Regions from separate parts of the Mus musculus genome. Here regions 1 and 2 are each linked to region 3. The links are chromatin contacts, called in public HiChIP or PLAC-seq and promoter capture Hi-C maps. All regions are on one chromosome and are shown on one strand. Each heading gives the region's core, a stretch centred on a gene start, on an enhancer-like site or on the middle of the called end of the contact. The rest is flanking DNA. Distances are from core to core; before and after follow the strand shown.

The links. Promoter capture Hi-C pulls out the DNA fragments that hold promoters and counts their contacts. HiChIP or PLAC-seq counts read pairs in DNA pulled down with a chosen protein or histone mark.
Region 1: a contact with region 3 is called in an H3K27ac HiChIP or PLAC-seq map of embryonic stem cells, with 7 times the contacts expected there. The contact joins the enhancer-like site here to the promoter of Cpne4 in region 3. A contact is called at or near these places in 1 of 39 promoter capture datasets (embryonic stem cells), 1 of 15 datasets of contacts at CTCF or cohesin (pro-B cells) and 1 of 115 datasets of contacts at active chromatin or transcription factors (embryonic stem cells).
Region 2: a promoter capture Hi-C map of hippocampal neurons shows a contact between it and region 3, with 8 times the contacts expected there. The contact joins the promoter of D030055H07Rik here to the promoter of Cpne4 in region 3. A contact is called at or near these places in 4 of 39 promoter capture datasets (the 3T3-L1 cell line, embryonic stem cells, hippocampal neurons and 1 more).

The regions. Positions count from the first base shown.
Region 1 is chr9:105,969,202-105,973,448 of GRCm38.p6, reverse strand. No RefSeq gene overlaps it. Among named protein-coding and RNA genes, the nearest start is that of Col6a5, 11 kb to the right of the region's middle. Within about 2 kb of position 2,363, at least 10 of the 459 cell types and tissues checked have an H3K27ac peak or open chromatin away from gene starts, as enhancers often do. A contact at or near this core is called in embryonic stem cells, where this site is marked.
Region 2 is chr9:106,145,496-106,149,286 of GRCm38.p6, reverse strand. D030055H07Rik (a long non-coding RNA gene) reads right to left here and starts at 1,292. Exons shown (of 7, transcript XR_003948237.1): 1 at 542-1,292.
Region 3 is chr9:104,567,846-104,571,587 of GRCm38.p6, reverse strand. Cpne4 (copine IV) reads right to left here and starts at 1,933. Exons shown (of 16, transcript NM_028719.3): 1 at 1,487-1,933.

The DNA of each region.
Region 1 (4,247 bases), core at 1,114-3,613, 1.4 Mb before region 3:
AAACTCTGACTGCTCCAGTTCCCCCAGTTGATTTCTACTAGATGTTCTGAATACCCAGTTTAATGATGTCTATCTATGTATCCATCAATGTATCTATATAGCTATGTATTTATCTATCATCTATCTACCTTTTCTACCTGTCTCTTACTATTTATTTCACTTGAACGTAATATGTTCTTAATAAACTAATTCACTTGAAACCCAGAATATAGCTATAGTATAGATCATTCTCCAAGCAGTACAAAGTGACACACATTGTTGTTAATTTTTAGAGTCATCATAATGAGCTTTCACGGTTCTTTTTTTTTCTTTTTCTTCTTTTCTTCCTTTTTTCTCTATTTCTTTTTCTTTCTTCCCCTTTTTCCTCCTTGTGGTGCTGGACATAAAAGCCCTGGCCTCCCACAAACTAGGCTAGTGATCTACTCCTGAGCCATAGCTCATCTCAGGAGATTTCCATATCAGATATTAAAAATCAGCTCCAATAAGCTCAGATTTTAGTATGGTTTTATATAAAAGTCCTAGAAATGATATAACACTAAACAAATTAACTAATTAGAAAATATAGAAATTAAAAATTATATTTATTTATTTATTTATTTATTTATTTTGAGATAGAGTCTCACTCTGCTGTTCCTGCTGTCCTGGAACTCACTATGTAGACCAGGTTAGTCTTGAACTCACAGAGATCAGCGTGCCTCTGCCTCAAGTCCGAGATCAAAGGCGGGTATGCCAGGCTCAGAAATTGAAAACTTTGAAGGACCAGGGGCTATTAAAAAAATTCCCTAGAGTGGGAAACCATAATCCAGTCCATTTGTGAGGAAATATTATGTAGACAGATGGGAGGAGAATCAGGAGAGGCTCACGCTGATTAAGCACAGGAGGCCCGGGAACAGGGTGAGAACTGGGATGGCTAAGAGGAAAGCCCGATGGAAGCTACCACAGGGACGGCCAGACTAGGGGAGTCCCTCTGCTCTAGGGGGCAGCTGTCTCAGAGACGGTCTGAAAGACACTTGGGGAACATATCCCATGTCTACCCAACTGCCACTAAAACCAATGTGGTGGGCCAAAAGGGTACTGGATGGTACTGGATGGTACTGGATGGTTGTTGTTGTTGTTCTTTCTCCATGTGGGCTGGTGAAAGGGAATCTCAACCACACAGGTAACCTCACAAGGAAAAGCCATGCACCAGTGGAGAGGATTCATTCATAAGGAAATGGAGACACTGCACTCCAGGAGGTCTAAGAAGCTGAGAATCAAGGATGCAGAGACGTGATCTCCACCATTCACTGCCATTACCTAGCCCTAACCAGTCTCCGAGATATCAGACTGAGACCCAGTAAAGTAAAATAATCTAATCTACCTCCGGGTGGTCCATCAGCTTCCAGATGTGCCTGCCTCTTCCTCTACCTGGTGAATTCCCACTTAGTCCTTCTGGCATCATGTCCTCATAGTGACCTCCATTGGGAGCCTGAACCACACCTTGCATCCTAGTCTTGTTAGAATTCTGGTATCTGTTCTACCAGACTGCCTCACAGGACCTCATGACTTCTTAGATAACCTATTCCTCACCCTTAACTTCACTAAAACATATTCTCCCACATCCAGCATGGATTGGGCCCTGGAGCCACGTCTCGGGGCAGTGAGGGAATAAAGAAATAACGTGCAGGCACAGTGTACAGAAAGGCTAAGATGGACACTCAATGTCTTTGTTATGTACAGCACATAGGGAGGAGTTAGCCAGGCTCAATGGGAGGTCTCTGTAGCCCAGAAGTCTCAGGCTGTAAACAGCGTGAGAAGGCAGCTGTAGTTGCTAGTTTCTGTACACATTGATCAGTTGTGCATAAACATATGTACTTGAACACACTGTCCGTGCTCACGTTTAGACCAGAGGAAGGCGTTGCCATCGCAATGGGTGGTCTGAGACATTGGGTGCGTGACATAGCTGTTCAAATGTCTATGATATTCACCTAGGACTTTAACTGCTCTTGGCGCACTTACGCCAAGCTTCCTCTGCTCCCTCCCATGGCGCCTGTGGCGTTCACTGCACAAGGATTTGATCCTATTGCAGAGCCCACAGGACATCTTCGTTCTTACTTTCTTCCCACAGACACAATGTTTAGCAGTTGGACTCCTTAAACCTGGTTGTTGTGAAGGGCAGAGAGGCTGTGTAAATGTGGGCCAATGGAAAAGGCACAGTGAGTGCCTGGTGCCCTGTGGGTCAGGATTCTGTGCATTTGAATGCATGACTCAATTCTTTGGCTTGTTAGCGCTCATCTTTGCCAATAATGTTTTTATCTAAAGAGTCACCCTTGGTGTCTTATCATATCCACGTTCTTGGCACCATTCCCTAAGAATTCTGATTGAGTCAGCCTTAGATAGGGTGTCATCCCCTGGAGCCTGGGCAGGCAGCCTACCGGTTCAAAGACACGTGACTCTTCTTTTCCCCTCATCAATTGCCAATAACTCCTAGGCTAGGGCTAGGGTGTCACGAGACCTTTTCTCTACTTGTGCTGGAATTTTGATTGGCTTGTTCTTGTACAGCCATAGAAACTTTGAATTAAGTATGTGTTAGTCTGGAACCCCTACTTACCCCTGTTCAAGCTGGGAAATCCCCGACTCCCTCCTTCCCCCAACCCAGCCTTTCCAGAGAAAACTCTCCCTCCCCGCTTGGAGGAAACTTCCCGCTAACTTGTCATCACTCCTTGTCTCCAGTTTCCAACAACCCACCCAAGACTGCCTGCCCAGGGTCTCACTTTTTGACAGAATCCCAGCTCCTAGCTGGCACGCCGTCACTCCTTGCCTAAGCTCTGTAAAACCCCCTTGCTTTAGCCCGGATGTGTGACTCCACTGACCTCCACCTGTGAGATCTGTGGACCTGCTAGAGCTGCCTCCTGATAAACCTGTCTTTATCTACTTTTAATCTGGTCTAATCCAGCCTATATCTGCGTCCCTAAGGGAGAGAAAAAACTTGTTAGTGTGCATCAGCCCTGTTGTGTCCAGAGGACAGCATTTCACAGCTGTCTGACTCCCAACTCTTCGATTCTGTCTGACCGTTCTTCTACTGTGCTCTGATTCTCAGAGGAAGGAGGTTCATACAGGGGACCCATCTGTGGCTGGAAGCACTCACTGAGCCTCAGCATTTAGAGCAGGCTGAGTCCGCCTTACCCACTGCCCGTTGCACATGCCTGTCTCATAAAAGGGAAGCCGGAAACCTGAAGTCCGGAACCTAAGAACCTGTCAAGTACAGCGCCTTTGAAGCTTGTCTTGAGCCTTAGCCACTTATCATACAATTTACTGGCCAACAGAGTGGCGTTGGGGTTGCCTGCTTTGTTTATAAGTTTGAGCTAACTCTGAGTCCCACTTTGGTGACCTGACCCTCTGTAAACTTCCCCATCTGCTGGGGGAAACATGTTGAACCTTGGATCAGAGTATGCTCAAGTATTTGGCTCCATATGTTGAGTGGGATCGGAGATGAAGTTCTCTATGCTTGGCTCTTTATTTGAAATGCAGACAGAGAATGCATCTCACTGTTTATTCTTTTACTGTGGTCCTATTTGTAAGTTAATTTAGAACAGTTTTTAAATGCCAAAACGACTAAGAAATAGCTTCAGTAATCAAATATAACCAAGATTAAGGGAGAGAAACAATTTTTCTTTTAGTCAGGCTTCTTTTATTGAGCAAAACACAGCTCAAGTTGCCCAAGTCAGGCCATTTCCTCTTCACTGTATTTATGGGAGGACCAGAGTCTCAATGCTGACTGGAACACAGGGTTCCAATGCTCCCCAAAGCCTCCCTCTCTTCTTTGCAAGTCAGCACTAATCTTTGAAAGATCCTTTCAGAGTGACTGGAATGTGGCTTCTGTCACTTTAGACTCATATTTACTAAAAACCAGTCTCCAACCTCCTTGGACTCAGGATCCTAGAGTGGCTAGAACTGTAGTGCCAGAGAAATGTTAGTGATCCCCGAAACCAGACAGGAGCCGATCTGATGCAACTCATAGCAGGGTTTTTATTCTATTTGAGCTGTCCTGGGCCCCTCCAACTCACCACCTGCACCACCTGCACCACCTGCACCACCTGCACCACCTGCACCACTGTCACATCATGCAGGATGGCTTTGGTGGTGGTGGGGGAGCCCTGAATGACTTTATAAGGCAAGCCTTTATAGTAAGCAGCAAGTGTGTGTGTGTGTGTGTGTGTGTGTCAGGGGTAAGTATGCAAGCATCTAACTGGGAAGTTACTATGGCC
Region 2 (3,791 bases), core at 43-2,542, 1.6 Mb before region 3:
GGGAGCTGGTGGTAGGGGAGAGAGCTCTGCCCCGCCTCCTCCTCCACCTGGGCAGTAGGAACGCCCCGGCCCCAGTACATGCCGAACTATACAACCAACCACCCCCACCCCGCCGCCCCCGGACAGGCACTTGTGAGGGTCACAATGTGGTAGCGTGGTTGATGCCCCCTGGCAATCTCCTAGCCGCAGCCTAGCTAGAGGCAGGAAGGACTGGGCGTAGACTCAAACCTTCAAGGGTGGGCTGGTCCGGTGTCCCAGCCTCCTCTTTCACTCTATCGGATCTCCCGCGGGTCTCCCTCAGCCGTGGGCCATCAGCATTAGCTGGGTACCGGGACAGGGACAGCCTGCCAGTTCCCTGCTATCCGTTTCCCTCCACCCTGCTCTTGCTGACCAGTAGTAGGGCACCTGCGGCTAACACTCTGCTGCTTCCGTTGTCCTGGGCAGAGAAGTGATGTGGCCCGGGCTGCCCACTGTCCCCACCTGTCCGCCCCCCCCAGGGCTTCGGCTGCCCCGTGCATGTGTTCCCGAACCCCCGGCTTACCTCAGTGGCGCTGTCTCCTCACCAGAGGCACTGCAGTGTGGGAACTGTCCCGAGGAGCCGGTTCTCAGCTGAAACAAAGAGGTGGGGGAGAAAGAGGGGGGCAGCGGGAGAGGGAGAGGGTGAGTGAGCAGGCGAGGACTGAGGAGTGGAGGCTGGAGGGGGAAGAGAGAAGGGAGAGGGTGAGGAAAGAGGGGAGGACGAGCTGCCCCTGTCCCTGCCGAGAGAAAGCCTGACTCCCCGGACTGGAGGGCCAAGAAAGGAGGGAAGAGGAAATCGGGAGGGGGCCAGGCCGAGAGGAGAGAGGGGCGGGGAGCAAGGGCAGGGTGAGGGGATTGGGGCAAATAAGGGGATGTGGGCAGAAGAGGGAGCATTGGGGGAGGAAGGGCTGCAGTGAGCGGTGGGGTCCCACCCTGTCCCATGCCAGGTTCTGATCTGAGACTTGAATGGGTACAAAGCTGTGCAAGAAGGGGGGGGGGGTGGTGGCTGGGAGAGGGACTTGCCCGGCAAAGGATAAGGGCTGGTGGGCTGGCTTGGGAAGCCAGGGCCAGCCACAAAGACAAGAGAACAAAGGTGTCTGAGGGGAGGAGTGGGACCCCTGCTGACCGCAGGTGCACCAGCCCGGAGCACACAGAGGAGTGTCCTGAATCCACAGCAGGTTCGCAGGGGCTGTCAAGGCTAAAGTGGCCCCTCAAGGTCCAGGGGCTGGGGGAACAGGCAGGGTTCCCTTTCCTCGAGAGCCCTGAACACCCTAACTCACACTCCAGGACTGGCCACACATCAGGATCCCGGTGCTACTGCCTGTGATGGGGAGTGGGAGGAGACAGTCGGGAGCGGGAGGGGGGAGTCTGCGGAGCCCCAAGGGAGAGGGAGAGGATAGTGGGCATATGGAGGAAGCAGAGTGGTGGGGACCCAAGCAAGGAAAGACGCAGTAAGGTGGAGGCAGAGCATTTCCTCACAGGCCCTCCCAAAGCAGAGGCCTCCCACCCACCCAGCCACCCCATGGACCTCCTGGGCTGCCTGTTGCAGAGAGGTGAACTGGTATTCTCTGCTGCCAAGCTGCTGTGATGAGCAAGGGCACTCACCGCCTGGGAAAGTTGTCTTGGCTGCCAGAGCATGTGTTAGTGCTGGGGGAGTGAAGAGGGGGCCCCTGGGTAGCAACCAGGGGTGGGCAGGTCTCTCCTCTTAGGCTCTGAAGTGCAGACGCTCCAGCTGCCCTTCCACCAAAGAAAGCTCACTTCCTGTCCACCCTGAGGTTCCTCATAGTCATTTTCTTGGAGGGAGGGGATGCAATACGGGCTTGTGTAACGTTGTGGTGATGGTTGATGGCTGTGGGGAGAGTAAACCCTTGAGCTCCAAACTGCAGAGTCACATCATCTGGCTGCCAGAAAAGTCTTCTCCTGGAACCTGGAGCGCCAACAAAAGAGAAGATTCTTTTCTCTTTCTTATTACTTCAAAAACAGCAAAAAGCAACAACAGCAACAACCACAACATTAAGGGCTGGACTCATCATCTTGCACATGCTAGACAAGCATGCTACCACTGAACTACATCCCTGGTCCTCGTGTGTGGTATATGCATGTGTGCATGTGTGCAGGGATGCTCTCATCATGTGCATGCATATGGTCAGGGGCTGACTGTGGCAGGTGTTCTTCAGTGGCCGGTCTCACGGAACCTCATGTTTTTGACTTGACCAGTAACTCCCTGGGATTCGCCTGTCTCTGCCTCCCAGTTTCCCAGTTTCAGGGGTCATAGGCTCATAGCCACACCTGGCTTGACTTGGATGCTGGGGATATGAATTCTGGTCTTCATGCTTGTCCAACAATTGTTTTATCTACTGAGCCTCATCTCCAGCTGCTTGTCTCTCCTCCTTTTCTTCCTCCTCCTCCTCCTCCTCCTCCTCCTCACCATTGTTATAATTATTGGAGATATGAACTTGCTAAGTAGCTAGGCTGGTCTGGGAACCCCTATGCAGCCCAGGGTGGACTTGCAATCCCCCTGCCAGAGCCTTCAGACACACACACAAATATGCCTGCTACTTATTTTACTAACAAATGATTTTGAACTTTAAAAAAATTACTAGAATAAGAATAGTATGAATGTGACACCCATATATCCTTGGGGATATATATTTATCTTATTTTTTTTTTTGAGACAGGGTCACACACCCTAGTCCAGTCTTTGTTGGTACTTGCCATATAGCTGAGGCTGGCCTTGAACTTGCAGTAATCCTTCTGCCTCAGCTTCTCTAGTGCTGGCATTACAGACACAAGACATTGTGTTTAGTTTATTCAATTTTTAAAAAAAATTATTTTGATTTTTTTTATGACATGTATGTCTGTGGACCACATGTGAGACTGATGTTAATGGAGGTAGAAGAGGGTAATAGATCCCTAGAAATGGACTTGCAGCTGGTTCTGAGCTGTCATAGGAAGTCTGGGAATCAAACCTGAGTCCTTTGCAAGACCAGCCAGCCAGTGCTCTTAACCATTGAGCCATCTCTCCAATTCTCAACTATTCTTACTATTCAACAATTATTAGTATTTTGCTCCATTTTCTTTCCTTTGTATATTTGCCATTCATGCATTCACTCATCCTCCTAACCCCACTCCAGTTGTTTACATAACTTGCCTGCTTTTGAAAGACTGGCTCAATGACTTGTCTTTTATTGATGGAGCCAGAGCAATGAAGCCCAGATCATGTTGAACGAATGAATGAATGTCTGTACAGTCAGTGAATGAATGAGTGGGTGTCACCTACTGGGATCCTGAGACCTGACTGGGGTAGGGTGAGCAGTGCTCAGCTGCAGGCCTGGGAGGGAAGTGAGGGAGCAGGAAGGAGATTTGCCCACCAAAAAGTGAGCATGTGGTATTTGCCTGGTGTGGAGTGGCAGCATATGTTTGCGGAGATGTGGCAGGCAGGCAGGCAGGCAGACAGGCAGGCAAGCAGGCAGAGGAGCTGTGAGAGCGAATGGTCATGCCAAGGCACATTTGGGCACACTTGAGAGACAGATACTGTCTAGCCCTGAGGTGGGAGGGAAGCTGCTGGAGGCCTGCCTGAGCCTCTAACTCTGGGACCCTGTCCACAACTCCATGAAAGACAAGGCAGGCACAGGGGCCACTTGGCAGTTGGTCCAGGCTCATATAGTGGGAGGGGGCTGGATGGGGATCCTAGTGCTTATGTCTTGGTTTTTGGCATGGCTTTATTTTTTTCGAGACAAGGTCTTATGTAGCTCTAACTGTCCTAGGTTTAT
Region 3 (3,742 bases), core at 684-3,183:
CTTTTCAGCAGCTGTGGCTAAGAAGTTTAACCTGTTACTGTGAACTACAAAACAGGCCACGGATACAAAACCACCGACCTACATTGTAAAGAAAGTTTGAAGGGGCGGGGCTTACATTGCAGTGTGGCAAAACCCACAAATGCCTTCAAAAGTAGAGACTATGAAGGAGCAAGCAGGGGTTAGGAGTGGGGAGGACTCTGGTGCAAGGGTAGTTTTAGGGTTGTGTTTAAATAAAGTCGGAGTTTAGTCTCAGTTAAGAACACTTAAGTCACTTAAGTCGGAGCTGGAGAGATGGCTCACTAGTCAAGAACACTTAAGTGCTCTGTAACAGCTCAAAATGCTGTTCAGGAAACAGAAAAACAAGTGAGCCAAGAGAAACCAGAGCTGAGCTTGGCAAAACTCTGCAAAGCAGCAGGAAGATGAAGCTCCTGGTCTGGTCTGCAGAGTTTCAAAGACCAAGTGTGAAGCTTTTCAGTTCCAGAGGCATGGACCTTCTAGGAGCGGGTGGGTCCACAGCATGGAGACAGATATCTCTTATCAACTTTCCCAGGACTCTATCCCTGTCTCCAGCCCATCCCCACCCTAGCAAGTCCTGCTTCCACCTCATTGACTCTCCATAGGTAATCTTCCCTAAATCCTGGAAGCCCCCCCCCCCAGTAGAATCTGGAATGCATAATGAGGTTAGCCCCCACCCCCACCCCAAGCCCACTTACACTAAGAGGAAGATGGAGTTCATCTTCCTAAGACTATTCCTTGGATTCTGTCCACTCCCACCCATTGCTGTTCAGCTCAACTCAGTGTGGACCACTTTCTGACTCCCTTGGATTGAGTTCTAGCAATCCTTCGTAGTACGTGATACCGAGTTTTAGCTCTCTAGTCAGACGCGACTCCCAGTACTTCCAGTTCCTCCTTTACCACCCTGCTATTTCATTTAACAAAAAGAAAAAAATGTTGGAGACCGAGCCAAATAAAGCCGCGAGCAAGACTATGGGTTACTTGTGAGCCTCGGTGTCATGGACGCAGTTAAATATTATTAGAACCTCTTGCAGAAGCCGAATTCAAACAGCAGAGGATCAAGCCATTGGCTAACACTACTGATGCCCCACACCTTTTTTGCTGTCAAATGGGAAGCAGCAACTCCAGCCCCGACTATGGTCCCATCCCCCTTCTCATTTCTAAAACAATAATAATCCTCCCTCAAGCCCGCAGGACTTCCAGAGCCTAACCTAGCCCTCCCTCTGTCGTCCCGCCTGGGGCCTCCCTACCACTCCACCTGGGCGAGTAGAGTTATGCGGGAAAAGCAGGTATTTTGGCTGAAAGTTTTTTTGCCTTTAAGGACTGCTGCTCCTGCCGCTGTTCAGAACAACAGCAATGACAAACAAGCCAGGCTGGGCGAAAACCCAGAGCTTCTCAAAAGTTGGTCTGGCTACGCAGCAGCCCTGACGAGTTTGCAAGAACACAGGACTCAGAGTTAGCATCTACTCACCTGGGTGTGCCAGCCTCAGAGACTAGAAAGAGAATTCAGCCCGGGACAGGTCTGTCACGCCCCCAGGATGCAAAATCCGCCTTTGGAGTGGAGGTCCTGGGTGATGTAGTTGTAAAGAGGTCTTAGGAGAGTCGGGCTTCCCTCCCCCCTCTTTGGTCCACTGGGGGTAGTTTAGCAACAGCCGAGGAGGATAAAGATGCTGGGAGGAGAGTTTGGTCGCTCTGGAAACCCCGACTCCATTCTTGGGGCTGGGGGCTGGGGGCTGGGGGAGAGGGTGAACGGCGTGGAAGGAGCTGCTGGGCTCAGGAACTCGCTGAGTAAAGAGGAAGGAACTGGGGAAGGAGGGAGGGAGCAGAGGAGTGAGGGAGGAAGGAAAGGAGGAAGGGAGGGAGGGAGGGGTGAGAGCCAGGAGATGGCAGCTTCTAGCTGAGATTTCCACCTTCTGACGAAACCCTTGCGCCCAGCAGCCCAGCAAGATACTAGTTCTTAAGCCTCCTCTCGAGCGCCCCCTGGGGGGTTCCGGGGACTCAGCGACGCCCCGCCCTGGTCGCGGCCCTGGCGCTCTCCATGGTCCTGCCGCGCCCTCAGCCCTGATTCCCTGCTCAGCTTTGCAATTCCCACCAGCTCCTGAGAGGCACGTGATTAATTTCTCCTTATTCTATGATAAAGCAGTGAAACCACAAGAGCTGAGAGGAGAGAATAAGGGCTATACTTTTTTTTGCATACATTCAAGAAAACTTCTTGATTCGCTCAACTCTCACTAAAAATGGGGGTGACATTGAATACTTATTTTGGTACCTACATGTCAATAAATGCATGATTAAATGAGTGAACAGCTATTTTTCTCTTCATATCAGAATATTTTCCTGAATACAAACACGTCACCATACCTGGGGAATGTATGTTTTAAAATAAAGTTTTTGGCTGGGGTTGAACCACAGTTGTTAGAGCACTGGCCTAACATGTAGAGGGTTCTGCATTCAAACCGTAACATTGTACAAAGCCAGGCATTTGTACATTTGTACATGGCATTGCATCCCTGAAACCCCAGACTTTGGGAGGTGGAGGCAGAAGGCTCAGAAAGGCAAAGTTACCCTCAACTACAAAGGGAGTTTGAAACCGCCCTAGGTTAGAGACCCTGTCTCAAAAAGCCCAAACCAAAAACTATAGGTCTTATTTAGGGAGTAACCATTGTCACATATTATAAAACACTTTGAACACACTACAAAGCATTTACACAAGAAATAGGGGGTTTGATGTTTTGCTTTGCAGTGCTGCTAAGTGACATCTCTCTCCCTTATGGGGTAGTTTGGAAGTGATGACTTTTCTGTCACAAATTTATTCGAAGTCACATTCAGGCAAAGAAACAATGAGGAGGCACGTCAGGCTGTTTCTAGTTGTCTCCGCAGAAGTAGATAAACTGGAGAACCAAATCCACCCTGGGTATGCCCATGATCAGAATCAAATTAGACTTTATAATCCATAAAGCAAATGAATAAAAGGATCTCTCTGCACCTGGGGGTCGCACAGAGTTAGAAATGATGGGTAAGCACACCAGGCAAGGGAGGAAGGTGTCTCCCTCTCTGCTTGCTGAAGTACTACCCAACAAGGTCTCTTGTAAGGTGAAGGCTTTGGTTATAAGCTTTAGACCACTACACAGTTCCCAGTTTCAAAGGCCAGAGAAGGAGAAATGACAGGGGAAAGCAAAGGGGGCTCAGAAATGATCCTGGAAATCAAAGGAGAAGATCTTTGAGAAGAAACAGTTTCCAGAAAATCAACATTTTTCTTATTCCAGTCGCCTCACATGCTGTTCTGAGATGCCATATTAGCTACAAGGCTAGAAAAAATAACCCTGAGAGAATCTAGCTGTATCATGGAGCTTACACACAAATCCATGGTCTGCCTTGACTGAGAACACTTAGGTCATGTGATTATGCGCAAGCTAATCATTATTGGGGCTTTGGCTTGTGAGGTTACAATAAAGGACAGGTCCTGGTGTTTGGAGCAGGAAATGTGTTCACAGTACTCCTGGGAACAGACTGGGGCTTCATCTGAGTCACACAGACTACAGCTGGAAGGACTGACCTCCCAGGAACACTCAGGGTTTCCTCCTAGGGAAAGAAGGATGCATTCTGGGAAAGTAAAATCCACAATATGTTTGTTAATTCCTCCTAGATTTTATTCAGTAGCATCTAACCCTAGAGATGAAGTTTGTGTTGGACGAAATAAAGAAAATGAATGCCTTATTTATGTTTC